Regions from separate parts of the Mus musculus genome. Here region 2 is linked to region 1. The links are chromatin contacts, called in public HiChIP or PLAC-seq maps. All regions are on one chromosome and are shown on one strand. Each heading gives the region's core, a stretch centred on a gene start, on an enhancer-like site or on the middle of the called end of the contact. The rest is flanking DNA. Distances are from core to core; before and after follow the strand shown. Region 1 overlaps Gm51762 (a long non-coding RNA gene). Region 2 overlaps Akap7 (A kinase (PRKA) anchor protein 7).

Region 1 (6,925 bases), core at 1,839-4,338:
TTCTGTTGCTGATGGTGGAATACTCTTCATGTCTGGAATGTCTGTATAATCTATGGTGACACACAAATCCACCATTTCCTTTATAATTTCTGTCTTGATGTATTTAGGTGCTCTAATGTGTGATGTATATATAATTATTTTATCTCCTATTGAATTAACCCCTGTATCATTACATAATGATTCTATTTATTGAAAAAGTTTTTGGCTTAAAATAAACCATTTTCTCATATTAACATAACTTCCTCTGCACTCTTTTGGCTGCTACATATCAGAAATATCTTTTTTTTTTTTAATCTACTTTGGTTGGCTCAGGCAATTATAGTAAATTGCCTTAAACTATGTAACTTATAAATAACACAACTTATGCTTTAGTCCACAAAACTAGAAATTTAACGTTGGGATTCTGATAGAGAACTTCTTGGTTACAGATTTTCAGTTTCTGGAAACAGTCACAGGGCAGAAGGAAAGAAAGCAATCTTGGGACTCTTATAAAGGTTGGAATCCAAGTGATGAAGACACGATTCTCAGGAACACATCTAAGCTACATTGCACCCTGATGATCTTACCTCCTACTTATATGACATTAGTGGGTAGGATTTCAACACGTGAATTGATGGGGAGAGGAACACACATGTTCTGCCCCTAGCACCTTTCTTCACTTATAACCTATGTGTGATTTTAATTCTGGAATGAACCAACTGTTGATGGCACATAATTGGATCTTGTCTTGAAAGTCCATATAGCTATTTTGTCTGTGATTGGAAAACTTAATCCATTTCCCTTTAATTATTGATAAGCAAGATCTTATGAGTGCTATTTAAATTGTTTTACGCCTGTCTTTTGTCTTTTGCTCTGTCTCTCTGCCTTTGCACTTTGTTGACTTTTTTGTGGTGATAAGCTTTCATTTCCTCCCTCTCTTATCTCCATCTTTTATGGGCAATTTTCTTCGTGGCTACCATGAGGCATATAGAAAACACATAGTAACCACAGCAGCATCAATTGTAGCTGACAACTTAATTGCATACAACATGGTACACGTTTATTTCCCTGCCATCTTTTATGTTCTTGATTCACACCTTTCATAGGCTTACACTGTTCATCTATTAAAGGCATTTATACTTGTATTTAGGCTGTTTTACTTTCTGCAAGAATAAAGAGTGATTGGTATATGGTAGTCCACATTGTTATAATCTCCATCTATGCACAATATTTTGGCGAATTTTACACTTTTATATTCTCATGTGAATATGAAATGTTTGGTATTCTTTCATTTCTGCTCAGATACTTCAACCTAGGATGCCATATAAGACAGGCCCTTCAGCTTCTGTCTGTCTGAAGAAGTCATTATCTCTCCATTATATCTGAAGGGCAGTTTTGCTCAATATAGAATTCTCTTTGATGGCATGTTTTCTCTCCCCACTAGCCCCTGCTTTAAGTACTTTGACTGTATCCTCTCGATTATTCATGGCCTGCCAAGCTTCCAGTGAGCATTATTAAAAGTCCTTAGATGATTCCCGTCCTTTTAACTTTTTTTTTCAGTGTCCAAAATTCTGTCTTTGTCTTTTGGCACTTCATTGTTTATTTTGAGAATTCCTTAGAATTCTCTGGATGCCAGTTTTCCTCCCTAGACTTAGGAAACTTTGAGTCGTTGTTTCTTTATATAGTTTTTCCCCCCTCTTTACTTTCCCTGTTTTGCTTGGTGATGTTCTAAAAGTTCCTCGGGTCTTTCTACACTATTTCTCCTCAGAGCAACTCCTGTTAACATCTCTTTGAATTACTAATTCTTTTGTTAAATTGTGTGTGTGTGTGTGTGTGTGTGTTTGTGTGTGTGTGTGTGTATGTGTGTGTGTGTGTGTTTGTGTGTGTGTGTGTTTGTGTGTGTGTTTTTGTGTGTGTGTGTGTGTATGTGTGTGTGTGTGTGTTTGTGTGTGTGTTTTGTGTGTGTGTGTGTATGTGTGTGTGTGTGAATGCCATGTCTGTGCAGGTGCCTGCAGAGGCTAGAAAAGCCCGTGGAGCTAGAGTTACAGATGGTCCTGAATAGCAGCCGTGGAAGCTCAGAACCAGACTCTTGTCTTCTGGAAGAACAGCAAGTGTTCTAACTTGTGGGTCATCCCTCCAGCTCCAGAATTGTTGATTCTTTCTTCTTGGTAAAGCCTGCTATTGAATCCCTTTCATGAAAATTTCAGGTAGGTTTTTTTTTTAACCTTTTTACTTAACTTAAGGTTCTATCATAACCTTAAGCTCTGAGATTTCTGAGTTAGTCATATTATCCAAGCTCCAAAATGTCTGTTTGGTTCTTTGTAATCATTTTTGTCCCTTTCTTACATCTTAAGTTTTGCCTCATTTTCTTTCTTTTTTTTTTTTAATATCTCTATTCTTTTGTGGCTCGCTGAGTTTCCTTAAGATAATTATTTTAAGTTATTTACCAGGCAAATGACAGAGCTTGGTATGTGTGTGTGGGGCGGGGGTTGGATTTGAGACTTTGTGCCATGTCTCCTTGCTTCTTTGCTTTACATCACTTTCAGCTCTTTATGGCCTGGAATCGGCAGAGAGACTCGCCAGCATGCTGGTGGAGATTCTAGAAGGCTGGCAGGCCAGCATGAATGTGTCTTCTCCGCACTTGTAAAGACATCTGTCTAGAAGATTAGCGGTTGCATGAACCTGTAATTTGATTCGATTTTTGGTGTTTGCCTTGTGTGCTATGAACTAGGGTGTTGAAGGAGCACCCCCCCACCCCACCCCCCTTTTCCTGCGGAGAAAACCAAAGGAGTTACATGAGTACTTCCAACATCACAGAGCTGTACCGGGCTTGGCAAGCCTCCCATTTTTTTGTTTCATTCTTAACAGCCCCTCAGGTGTCAAAATTGTTCTATCTGCTCCATGTCAAACAAGATTGGGACTGGCTCCTCCTACAGTGCACTGAAAGACCAGGGGCATTGAATATGCGGTCTCCTCTCCTCTCTGCTTTTGAGTGAGAAGCTGTAGACTTGGGCAGAAACCCTTGCAGCTTGGGGAAGGGGACGGCATCAGTGAAGTGAGACTTCTCCTGTCCCTGATCTCAGTGAAGCTGTCCTCCACTTTGTCTTTTCGTCGAGTATGCTTTACCTCCAGCAGCAGGTTCTGCTCCTGACACAAAGGTGGTCGTGACCACACTGGTGTTACATCAGTGTTCCTGTGTGGACTGAGGATTAAGACTTCATGTTCTTCATCTTGGTGACTAATATCTTGGCTTATTCCAGAGGGTCGGTGATTACATGAATCCCTAAGGAATTTCAAAGTACTTGTGGCAATTATTGTCAGTGACAAGATGTCCTATTGAAGATCACACTTTATCCATTCCTTAATTTTATCACTTAAGAAAAGACACATAAAAGCACGTATTTCCCTCCATTGCTTTGTTTCTAAAGATGACTTTGACTTTGGTACATTGAGAACACACAGTGGCTCCTAAGCCAGAAATGTTTTAGAATATAATGTGAAATTAGGCTGAAATAATCACTGTCTGTTCCTAATCGTGGAATTAGAAAGGACTCAGGGCCATTTAATAACAGCAGGGGAAACTGCCACTGGATTCAGGCTGCTGAGACAGGCACCTGCAGAGAGTAGATGGATTTCACCAAGCTTTCAAGAAAGTACAGGAAAAATAATTTGCCATCCTTTGTCTTCTGACAAGATGAGAGAAACCAGTGAAAAGAAGTGAGAATAGAGAGAGAGGGAGGGGGAGGAGAAGGAGGAGGGGAAGGGGGAGGGGAAGGGGAGGGGGAGGGGAGAGATTTAGAAGGTGAGGCAGTAAGGTTGATGACCATGCCCATCAGAACAGTTGGAAAGAAGTAAGACTTGTAGATACAGTAGGCTAGGCACGGTGGTGCAGGCCAGCAGAGTAGGAACTCAGGAAATTGAGGCAGTATGATTAGAGGTTCCAGGCCAACCTGGGTCACAGAGTAAGTCTGTGCCCCAAACCCCCAAAAAAAGAAAGAAAAGAAAAATGAAGCCGAACCAAGTCTCCAGGCCTTGATAGTTATTGAACTGTTTAATTGATAGTAGTCAGATGTTCAACAGTGGGGAAACCCTTTGGTTTCCATAGAATAGACATATTATTCTCTAGTTACCTTCCTAAATACTACTAAACATCTTAGGAGTTATGTGTAAGTCAAATGTATGGGACTTGGAAAGTTGGGAAGAGAGAGAAATGTTGCACGAGGTCCCCTGGCACCAGGAAGCTGACCCGAGACGAGGAGCTAGAAACAACAGAGCCCACACACACAATTTCTCAAGAAAACCTGTTCCTTCTAGTCAAACAATCTAGCAAGGAGCGGCCCAGCTCTGTTAGGCTTTTTCTTTTTTAATTAAATGTGTTAATGGACAGAATACTTGCACATTTTTATGAGATGCAATGTATTTCGACTTTTTTGGGGTCATTTTAAGTACAGTTTTATTAGTCTAGGCCAGCCTCAAACTCTCCATGTGCTGAAGATGTCCTCGAAGGATTGGACATGTGTGGAGACATGTGTCACCACATTTAGTTATATGGGTCCTGGGATTTCATGTGTGTTTGACAAGCACCCTAACAGCTGAACCCTGGTTCTAGCAAGGTAAAGTATATGTTGATGGATGCAAACAATGTTTTAATTGGTGGTGTGCTGCCATAACAGAATACAACAGACTGAGCACGTTATGAGCAATACACATTTCCTTGGTTCCCATTCTGAGGCTGGAAATTTCAGTTTCGAGTGGCTTCATCCGCCAAGGACACTTTCGTGTGTCACCACATGGCAGAAGATACCATGTGGTGAGTGCACTCATATATAAGAAAGGGAAAGGGGCCAAATTCATGCCTCGATGGAGAACCCACACCATGATAGTGAACCTGCCCCTGTAATAATGATATGAATGAATTCTTGAGGCCATAGGCTTATGACCTAATCATCCTTGGAAGGCCTCACCTCTCAATACTGTTGAGTTGAAAATTAAGTTTCCGATCTATGAACATTTGGAGATACACGATCATAGCATTAGCAAGATGGATAAAGTTTAAGTAATGGCTAATCCAGCCTATCACCATGGGAATAACTGAAGCTACAACCCTACTGACACCAGCAAAGGCAGAGTCAGGGCATCTTTCCATCGCTGTCAAGCTAAGGTGTGTGTCTGTAGATGTAGTCCACATGTGTTTCCTATGCTTTTCTCTTTGGCCCCTTGTTTGTTTTTGCATAGTCCAATTATTTGTTTGTTTGTTGACTTATTTTATTATTATTTCTTAGATGCCTGGGTGGTGTTGTTATTGTTTTTCCTAAGGGGATAGAAAAGGTGTGGATCCAAAGGAGGAGGGAAGCGGAGAGGACTTGGGAGGATTTGGGGGAGGGGAAATTGTATTCAAAATATATTGTATGGAAAACATCTATTTAAAATAAAAGAAAATAGTGAACGAACTAATTTGCACATCAATTCTCCACACACGACCTTTAACTAAGATCCTTGTATGTAATTACACAGAAATAATTTCTGCATTTAGAAACATTTTTTAAAAGTTGGCTGTTAAATATTCAATTTCCTCTCCTGAGTAATGTGCTTACAATTAATGCTAACTAAGGAAGCAAGAGTGATTTATACACTAGTATACTCACTGAAGTATTATTCAATCATGACAAACCAGATGTAACTCTACTCTGGCAAATTGTATTGAATAATTTTGATCATATTTTTGGAAATAGCACTATTATGAATATTATTTCAAACACGGTTTAAACAATATTGAAAAATTTTATAATATTACATGAAAAGAAGAAATGTTTATAGGACATATCATTTGCTCCTAATTTTGGGACCAAAATATAGTAATTTTCTCTTAAAGAACTGAACATGGTAGATCAAATTGTTCAATAATTTTTTTCTACATAAAATTAAGCACATTACTATTTTTTTTTAACTTCAAAAGACTGATGTTATCCTTTTTCTAGTTAGGAAAATGAGTGATTTTTAGAAAATGTGGTAAGTAGTCATGTGCTTGGAAATTAATTTTTTCTGGCTCTTTTTCTGAGTTTTATGCTCTTCTACTTTTAGTGCTGTCCCTGGTTCAATGGCTAACACCAATCAGAGGGATTTACTCTAGGATCTATGGATTTGTTTAATTCCTCAACTTCCTTAGTTAGGGTTTCCGTTGCTGCAAACAGACACAATGACCAAGGCAACACATATAAAGGACATTTAACTGAGGCGAGCTTACAGGTTTAAAGGTTCTGTCTATTATCATCAAGGCGGGAACATAGCAGCATCCCAGGTAGGCATGGTGCAGGAGGAACTGAGAGTTCTGCATCTTGATCTGACAGCAGCCAGAAGAAAAGTGATTCTTCAAAGCCCACCCCCACAGTGACACACTTCCTCTAACAAGACCACACCTCCTAACAGTACCATTTCCTATGGACCAAGAATATTCAAACCACCACATGATATAAAAACATACTTAAAATAATTTTATTTTAAAATCATTTTAATCTGGCCAAAAAACATTTATGAGTGATGTGAAACCAAAAGAACCCAGGACACAGAAGTCGGACATGTTATCTCTTCATCCAACAGGCTTAAGATTTATGTGGGAAGACAATGAGATTGTCACAGTGATTCATAAATTTAATGTTGATTTTCCAGGTTAGTCTATGACTTTTGTGTGAAAGGTGGAAAAGAAACGAACAAAAGTCAACTGAGAATAAGAGATTTCTGCAATGCCACAGGAGTGATTAAGAGGAAAGACCCAGGTCTTCCACTGAACTTTGAAAATGTAGAGTGATACACAAAATCCCAGAGAAGCCAAAATTACCCTTTATTAAAAAGTTTCAAAAGAAGTGGGGAGACTCAATGACTATCCTGTGCATGTGACTATTTCAGCAGGCAATGGACCTGTGTGGCCTTCAGTCACCAAGAACACCCT
Region 2 (6,925 bases), core at 3,296-5,795, 100 kb before region 1:
ATTTCTTATCCTGCACGGTACACTCTCCTGGTCTGTGTGCTATGTTCAAATCCACTGGGAAATTTCCATCTTGTTTCCCTCTCACTGCAGTGACTGACTGATTGATTGAGGTGTGGGGCTCACTAGGTCATATGGGAGAGAAGGAAGAAGCTGAAGCAGGCTTTCTTTCGTATAGTGTCAACCGTAGATGGCCACACCCCGAATCAGACCACAGCTTTTAAACAACTCCAGGAAGCCCATTATGTTCTCGTGAATCTCAGATGATATCATGAGTCTTGAAATGAGTAGTTTTGCTGCCCTTGAATTTGGCAGTCACCTTGTGGCTTCTGTCAGAATGATCCCCTTACCTCTGATCTAGCGCTCTGCGTTGTGTCTAGAGCCGTGGTTATTTTCTATGCCACTAAGATGTTGGATGCTACAATTTCAAATGTCATCATGTTGACTAATGATTTAATAAGAGAACGAGGGAGTATTAAAAAAAGATCCGGAACTTATGGACAATATGTGTAAAGTGCAGGTAACAGTTGATTCCAGCCTCCCCCACCCATTTCTATTGTTTTACAGTTTGTTGGGTATTTAATGGCACTTGAGACAAGTAGAATTTATTGAAAGAAGTGGAATTTATAGCGTTCTGCTGTGCCGTGTTCTCTGTATACAAGGCGACAAACAAAAGTATGTTGGGCAGCTCTTCCTGTTTAAATAGCAGAGAGAAACGATGGCTTTAAAAAAAAAAAATCCTGGTTTGAATTTCCATGTAATTCCGTGTAATTGCTGCATTGGTCTGTGTGGGTGAAGACTCGGTTTTCTCCTTTACCTTCTTAAAGACACATGTTGACACGTGGTCCTCATCTCAGGGCGGTCAGGGCTCGGGTGCTGGGAGAATTGGGCGAGCATATGGCCACTTCCCTCGCCAGTGCGTCCCGGAGCAGTCGCTGGAACTGGAGGGCCAGGAGGAGGAGCCTTTTCTGAGGCTGTAAGCTCCCTTCTCTTTCTCTCGGCGGTGCTGCGCTGAGCTCCCGGCTGCAGGCGGCGGCCAGGCAGACCTTGGTGTAGCCGCAGCCTCCCGGTGGGGTGCCCGCCAGGAACACCGGGACCATGGGCCAGCTTTGCTGCTTCCCTTTCGCCAGAGACGAGGGCAAAATCTGTAAGTAAGGCGCGGAAACCATGGTGTGCCTCTACTGTGGAGGTTGCCTTAGGGTTAGCTTTGGGCTTTCCCCTTGGGAATCAGAAGGAAGAAACAGAGCTGTGATTCTCAACTGTGCATCTAATGCAGGTGTGAAAGTCGGTGATAGGTTGACACCAGAAACTCGTTTCTGATTGTCCTCTGCTGATAATCTATGGCACTATCTATCTAGCTCAGAGTTTAGTTTTGAGTTTCTTTAAATAATTGCATTCGGTTCATCCGTTGTACAAGCCAGAGCCCCTTCCTCGGAGCTGAAACTGGCAAGCTTTGGGAGCAACACCCAGTCATTGCATGCAGGGGTGCTGTTGGTTCCGAAATGAGGCTGACTAGATGTTTGCAGATACTTTCACGTGTCCTGTGGCCTCCGCTTTGTTCTTGCAGGAGGGTTCAGGTATATCCATAAAGCCACACCAAACGAGTGGTGCTTCTTTGCCTCTCAGCAAAAGCTGGGTGAAAAACACTCCAAATATTGTGTATTATTTTTGAGCAAATATTGGGCAGATTCTGCACCTGTTTCTGGACCATAAAGAGTTCGAGTGGGGGTGTGTGCATCTAAAGACTGCCCTCGGGAGCTTGCATGCATTGACTTAACGTTGTAGCTCCTGTGTAGGCTGCTGTCTTCAGAATTAGTGTGAACGAGCTGTCTTAGTTAGGCTCCTTACTCTGAAACAGGGAATTTTTTTTTTTGCTTCCCTTCAGATGAAATCTTTCCAGTCATACCTCTGAATTTGCAGTCATATATCTGTCATACCAGGGTGTGATTCTCACTTAAGTGGGTTCACAGAATTTCCTATCTAGCTCAGATACTCCAAGAGCCCCATCTGGGTTTTGTTTCCTGATGTTCCCCAGGAACTGAGCAGAGCAGATATAAGAAGTCAGCGGTTATTCTATGCCCGTTACTCCCCTGGGAGTCCAGTCAGTGTTCCTAAGAAATCTTCAGGTAGGGCTTTGGAATAAACATCGACAGACTTTGGAACATTGAGCTCATAACAAGAGTCAATAGATGTCTGTAGATCTTCCTTATGAAAGTGACACTGTGCATCATGACAGACCTGCTCTTACAACCGGAGACACACCGCCCACTTTCTAAGATCAAGCATAATCGTTCACCGGGCAGCGGGGTGCTTCCTGGATGTGTCGGAATGACTTATCTGTAGTTCTGGAGATCTGGGCGCATGGCTTCACTTTCTGGAGGGCACCCCTATCTGAAAAGCCTTGGTGTAGACAGATGCGAGGACAGGACTTCCGGCCTTAGCCCTGCCTCTGCCCCTGTTTCTCTGTGTGGGTTTTCCTTGCCTGGGTTTGCTTTTGCCCTTGACTGTGAACTGCCTTCCTGGCTCTGCAGAAGTCGAGTTCCCGGGTAGTGAGTGCAGCGAGGTGCTTGGGTTCTGTCTTTGTCGTCTGGGACTGCTGCAGAGGGAACTCTTGCATTTCTAGACACAGTGCTTCTAATTTTGGTTTATGGGGAGTTCTCTGTAATGCTCTTTGGGTTCTCTCTTTCTGAAAATTGAACTTTCCCAAAGGTAAAGGAGAATGGCATGGTGTGTCTGAAGGAATCACCCAATCCAGGAATACAGCGCCCATGCATTCACACCCTGCTCCCTCTCCACACGAACTCCAGCCGGCCCCTGGCTTACACATTCCTTCCACGCCATTCTTTCTCCTACCTCTGGTTTTGTTATGACTTCATCCCCGCCCCCATTTACGTACCCCATGCACACATACATTCCTGTCGAAGTCCAAGCTGCTGATAGTGCTTGCCTAATAAAACTTATCCAGTTAGGGGTGGGTGTCAAAAAGGGGGCGGAGATTTCATTACCTGGTATGTCTCAAGAAGAGCATAAGTCAGCACTGACCGGACATATCCAGTCTTTAAGTTGCATTGGGAATGTGTTTTTAAAAGCCACAAAAGACATGTGAGAGGTACAGAATCATTTTGCTCCAGTCATTGGATTATACAGTAACACCCAACGATGCAGATGTGGTTTCTTGTAGGGTTCCCAGATACTTAGTAGCCTTGTTAGCCTGCTTCAAGTCTCCTGCTCTTTGTATATCTGCCAGGGGCAGAGCACAAGAGTGCTCATGTCCATGACCCAGCCTCCTAATTCTGTCACAAAGGGTCATGGCTCTCCTCTGCTCTTCCAGAGGGTGGCTCAAATCAGAGAGAATCCAGTGGGATGTTAGTGAATAGTTATATTTGTGGGTATCATTCTCAAAACACAGGTGAGTTGGAAAATCCATCTTCTGCAGACCTACAGAGACTCAGCCAGGATAGATCCAGCGGGCCAAGGGGTAAGAGTCAAGTGGGACCTCCGCTCCTGCTGGTTTATCCTGCTTTGGCCCTTTGGTGGTGGTGGTGGTGGGTGGCAGGGACTCTGATTTAATTGATTCATTAGTGCTACCATGTTAATCTGTTAATAGCAAACAGAACAATTCTCTTATCAACCAATTCTAAAGGGCCCAAGTTCATGCTGAAAATGAACTTTGCATACCTGGAAGGTAGTGGAGCTCACTGTGGCTTGGGCATCAGTTAACAAATGGAAGCAGCAAAACTGTTTTTACTTGAATCCCAGTGCTTGAACACCCCCTCCCCCAAGTTTGATATTTTTAAATTTTGGACTAAAGTAAGTAGAATACTGAGAATTAGTTGATGATCTGTAGAAAATGAGATTTTTATATCCTGTGTAGAATATTCCTGACACTAAGGTTATAGCAGATGTCCTAGCGATACCAAGTGCTGTAGCTGTTCATCAATATAGCTCTTTCTGAATCCTTTCTAGACCTTTTCCCCTTTGGATTTCCTGGTTTTTAGTACTCTGGAAGGAATGTCCATGAATAAAAGCATCAAGGCAAAAGGTGCACTGAGCAACATTTAATACGTTACTAAGAGAGCCTCAGTGGAGATCTGGGAGGTAGACACTTCTATAACTAATCCCTCAGCATTCCTGTTGTTGTTTTCCCAGCAAACACTTTCTTGTTCTGAAGCACTCTGTGTAAAAAGGACAGGTGAGTGGTCACAGAAGGTATGAGCTGCCTCCTGAGGCAGGTCCCCTTTCACCGCAAGTGTGCATGCATAGGATGGCAGCCTTGTTAGGGACGTTACAGGGGCACTGGGCATCAAAGCCATGTGTTGACAGTTCAGCTATTAGCATTCTATGATGCTGCTCGTCAGTTCTCTACACATGCGGGCTTCGTGGTTGTATTTCGTGTGTGTGCTCTGTCTCTTCACATGGCTGTCCAGTACCTAAAGTTAAGAACATGTTGTGTATCCCTGTAATTGCAGCAGGCCCTGCACATGGTGTCCCCTGACTGTAGACATGTTGTGAGTTCTTGTCAGTGAAGAGGAGGCTACTGATTTCCTGTTAGGCTATGCACATGGCAGCATTTGCTATGACTAAGGTTAAGAACTACTGTGGATAGGGGTGTGGCTTAATGTTTAAGAGCACATGCTGTTCTTTGTTTTTATTGAAAATAGATCTTTTTTCATACCCTATGTTTCCCCTCCCCCAGCTCCTTTCGCTTCCTCTTCACTTTCCCTCCCATCTGGATCCATACCCTTCCTGTCTCTCATTCAAAAACAAACCGCATCTAAGGAATAATAACAAAATAAAACAAAACAAAAACAAACATCTTGGAATAGGACAAAGCAAACAGAAGAAAAGGCATAAGGAACACAGACAGATGCACAGACACACTCATTCACACACACACACACACACATAGCAGTCCTATAAAAGGACAAAAATGGGAGCCATATTTATACAAGAGGACCAGTAAGGCTAAGGGGAATGCCCAGATACAAACAAACAAATGGGAGCCTTCTGGAGGCAAGGGGCTGCAGATGCCATGGAGTTCATTTTGTGACGGCCATCTACCTCTGTGTCTGGGACCTACCCTTAAGTGTGATTTGTTTTCCCAGTGAGAGTCTCTTGGAGAAAACTAATTTTTAACTTGTAAGTGGTTATCGGTTGGAGATAGCTTTCGGGGGCAGTATGAGAGCATGTGTCCGTGTCTCCTCTCAGCTTAGAAGTGCTGCAGTCTCTGTGAGATCATGTATAGGTACATACTGTTCTTACTGAAGACCCCAGTTTGGTTCCCTGTCTCAACACTGGGTAGCTTCTAACTGCCTGTAACTTTAGTTCCTGGAAATTCTAATAACTCTAGCCTCTGAAGGCACTGAACTCATGTGTACATACCCAGCCGTCTTACATACAGGTAAAAATAAATCTATACATAACAACAATAAAGACCAATACCCTTAAACTCCGAATACACACAAATAATAAAATAATATTTCTTTAACCAACCAACCAACCAACCAACCAACCAATCAAAAACTCCTATGGGGCTGGAGAGATGGCATAGCAACTAAAAGCACTTGCTTTTTTAGAGGATCAGAGTTTAAATCCTAGGTCCTAAGCTTCAGTGACTCCAGTGCCCTCTTATGGCCTTTATGGGCACAAACACATGTGGCATTCATGCACACAGACACAAAAATATAAAAATCTTTCTAAAAAGCATTATGATTTCCCCCCATTTGCCTCTTAGTGCCAAAAGGCTAGGGGCTACAAGAATCAATCGAAGATTGCTTTTAAAAATCTTTCTTCCAAGCTGGGCATGGTGGCATACACCTTTAATCCTAGCATTTTGGAGGCAGAGACAGGCTAATCTCTGAGTTCAAGGCCAGCCTGGTCTACAGAGTGAGTTCCAGGACAGCCAGGGCTACACAGAGAAATCCTGACTTGAAAAACAAAATCAAACAAATGCAAACAAACACAATTTCTCTTCCTTCTCTGCTGCCTTCTCTTTCCCATCCCTACCTCCACTTTGGTTTAACTTTTTGGATGCCTGCCATCTGCCAGGTACTGTGCCAGGGTTATGTTCAAAGTGTTCATGAAGATCAATTATTAAATATATGCTCCTAGCTGCCCTGTTTCTGAGGGAAAGTTATTGACAGCCAGAGAAGTGGGGACTATCTCAGTTATTGTCCTCTGGAGTACTGGGGCTGAAGCTGGCCGAAAGCCTGGGTCCCAGACTGCTCAATCTCTATTACCCCTTCTGAGCAGAGAAAGCAGCACACTGTGCAATCAGGACTGTACTGGACATAAGATCTCTTTGGGCAATGTAGTGGTGTCCTCAGTCATGTTATACAATGTAAACCATTTAGCCATAGTCAATACTGATTAGATTTTCCCACTGCTAAGTGATGTACACCCCAGAGGTTTGTTTCTAAAATGGAAACATTAGAGCAAATGCTAACGGTTACTGTTCATGTTTCACCTCCCTGACTCTGTTAGTTCACAGGCTGTGGTGACCATTGTGTTTCCTTTCAGTGTCGTTCTTAGGACCTCTGAACATTGAACATCGAGGGAAATGCTGGGTAATTTTTTGTGGGAGTACCTTGGTTGTAGGAATATATCCAGTCCTTATGGCAGCCATCAGCTGCTGTGACCACACACTATATCCTCTTTTCTGGGCATATGACAAAACAGAGTTGGCTTTCTGATGCTATACAGGAATTTTAATCCAAGGAATTACATCCAAAGGCCTTCTAAGCCTAAATGATCTGGCCAGAATGCAGATTCTGGGATTGCAGCATGATCTGGCTGGAATACCATCATGCCCTTAGTATGCACCTTTAATCCCTAACAATGAAGTTAAGGTTAGTTTGTAGAAGGAAGCAGCCATGTTTGAAAATGACATCTAATTGAGGGGCAGACAAAGTGATGAATCAGAGAAAGA

Evidence for each region. HiChIP or PLAC-seq counts read pairs in DNA pulled down with a chosen protein or histone mark.
Region 2: a contact with region 1 is called in an H3K4me3 HiChIP or PLAC-seq map of the SCID.adh cell line, with 10 read pairs. The contact joins two enhancer-like sites. A contact is called at or near these places in 4 of 115 datasets of contacts at active chromatin or transcription factors (the SCID.adh cell line, craniofacial prominence, embryonic stem cells and 1 more) and 4 of 9 other capture datasets (adipose tissue, embryonic stem cells, liver and 1 more).

What each region holds. Positions count from the first base shown.
Region 1 is chr10:25,092,909-25,099,833 of GRCm38.p6, reverse strand. The region is part of intron 1 of Gm51762 (a long non-coding RNA gene); the gene reads right to left. Among named protein-coding and RNA genes, the nearest start is that of Gm51762, 8.7 kb to the right of the region's middle. Within about 2 kb of position 3,088, at least 1 of the 459 cell types and tissues checked has an H3K27ac peak or open chromatin away from gene starts, as enhancers often do. A contact at or near this core is called in the SCID.adh cell line, where this site is marked.
Region 2 is chr10:25,194,216-25,201,140 of GRCm38.p6, reverse strand. The region is part of intron 7 of Akap7 (A kinase (PRKA) anchor protein 7); the gene reads left to right. Among named protein-coding and RNA genes, the nearest start is that of Gm36313, 44 kb to the right of the region's middle. Within about 2 kb of position 4,545, at least 3 of the 459 cell types and tissues checked have an H3K27ac peak or open chromatin away from gene starts, as enhancers often do. A contact at or near this core is called in the SCID.adh cell line, where this site is marked.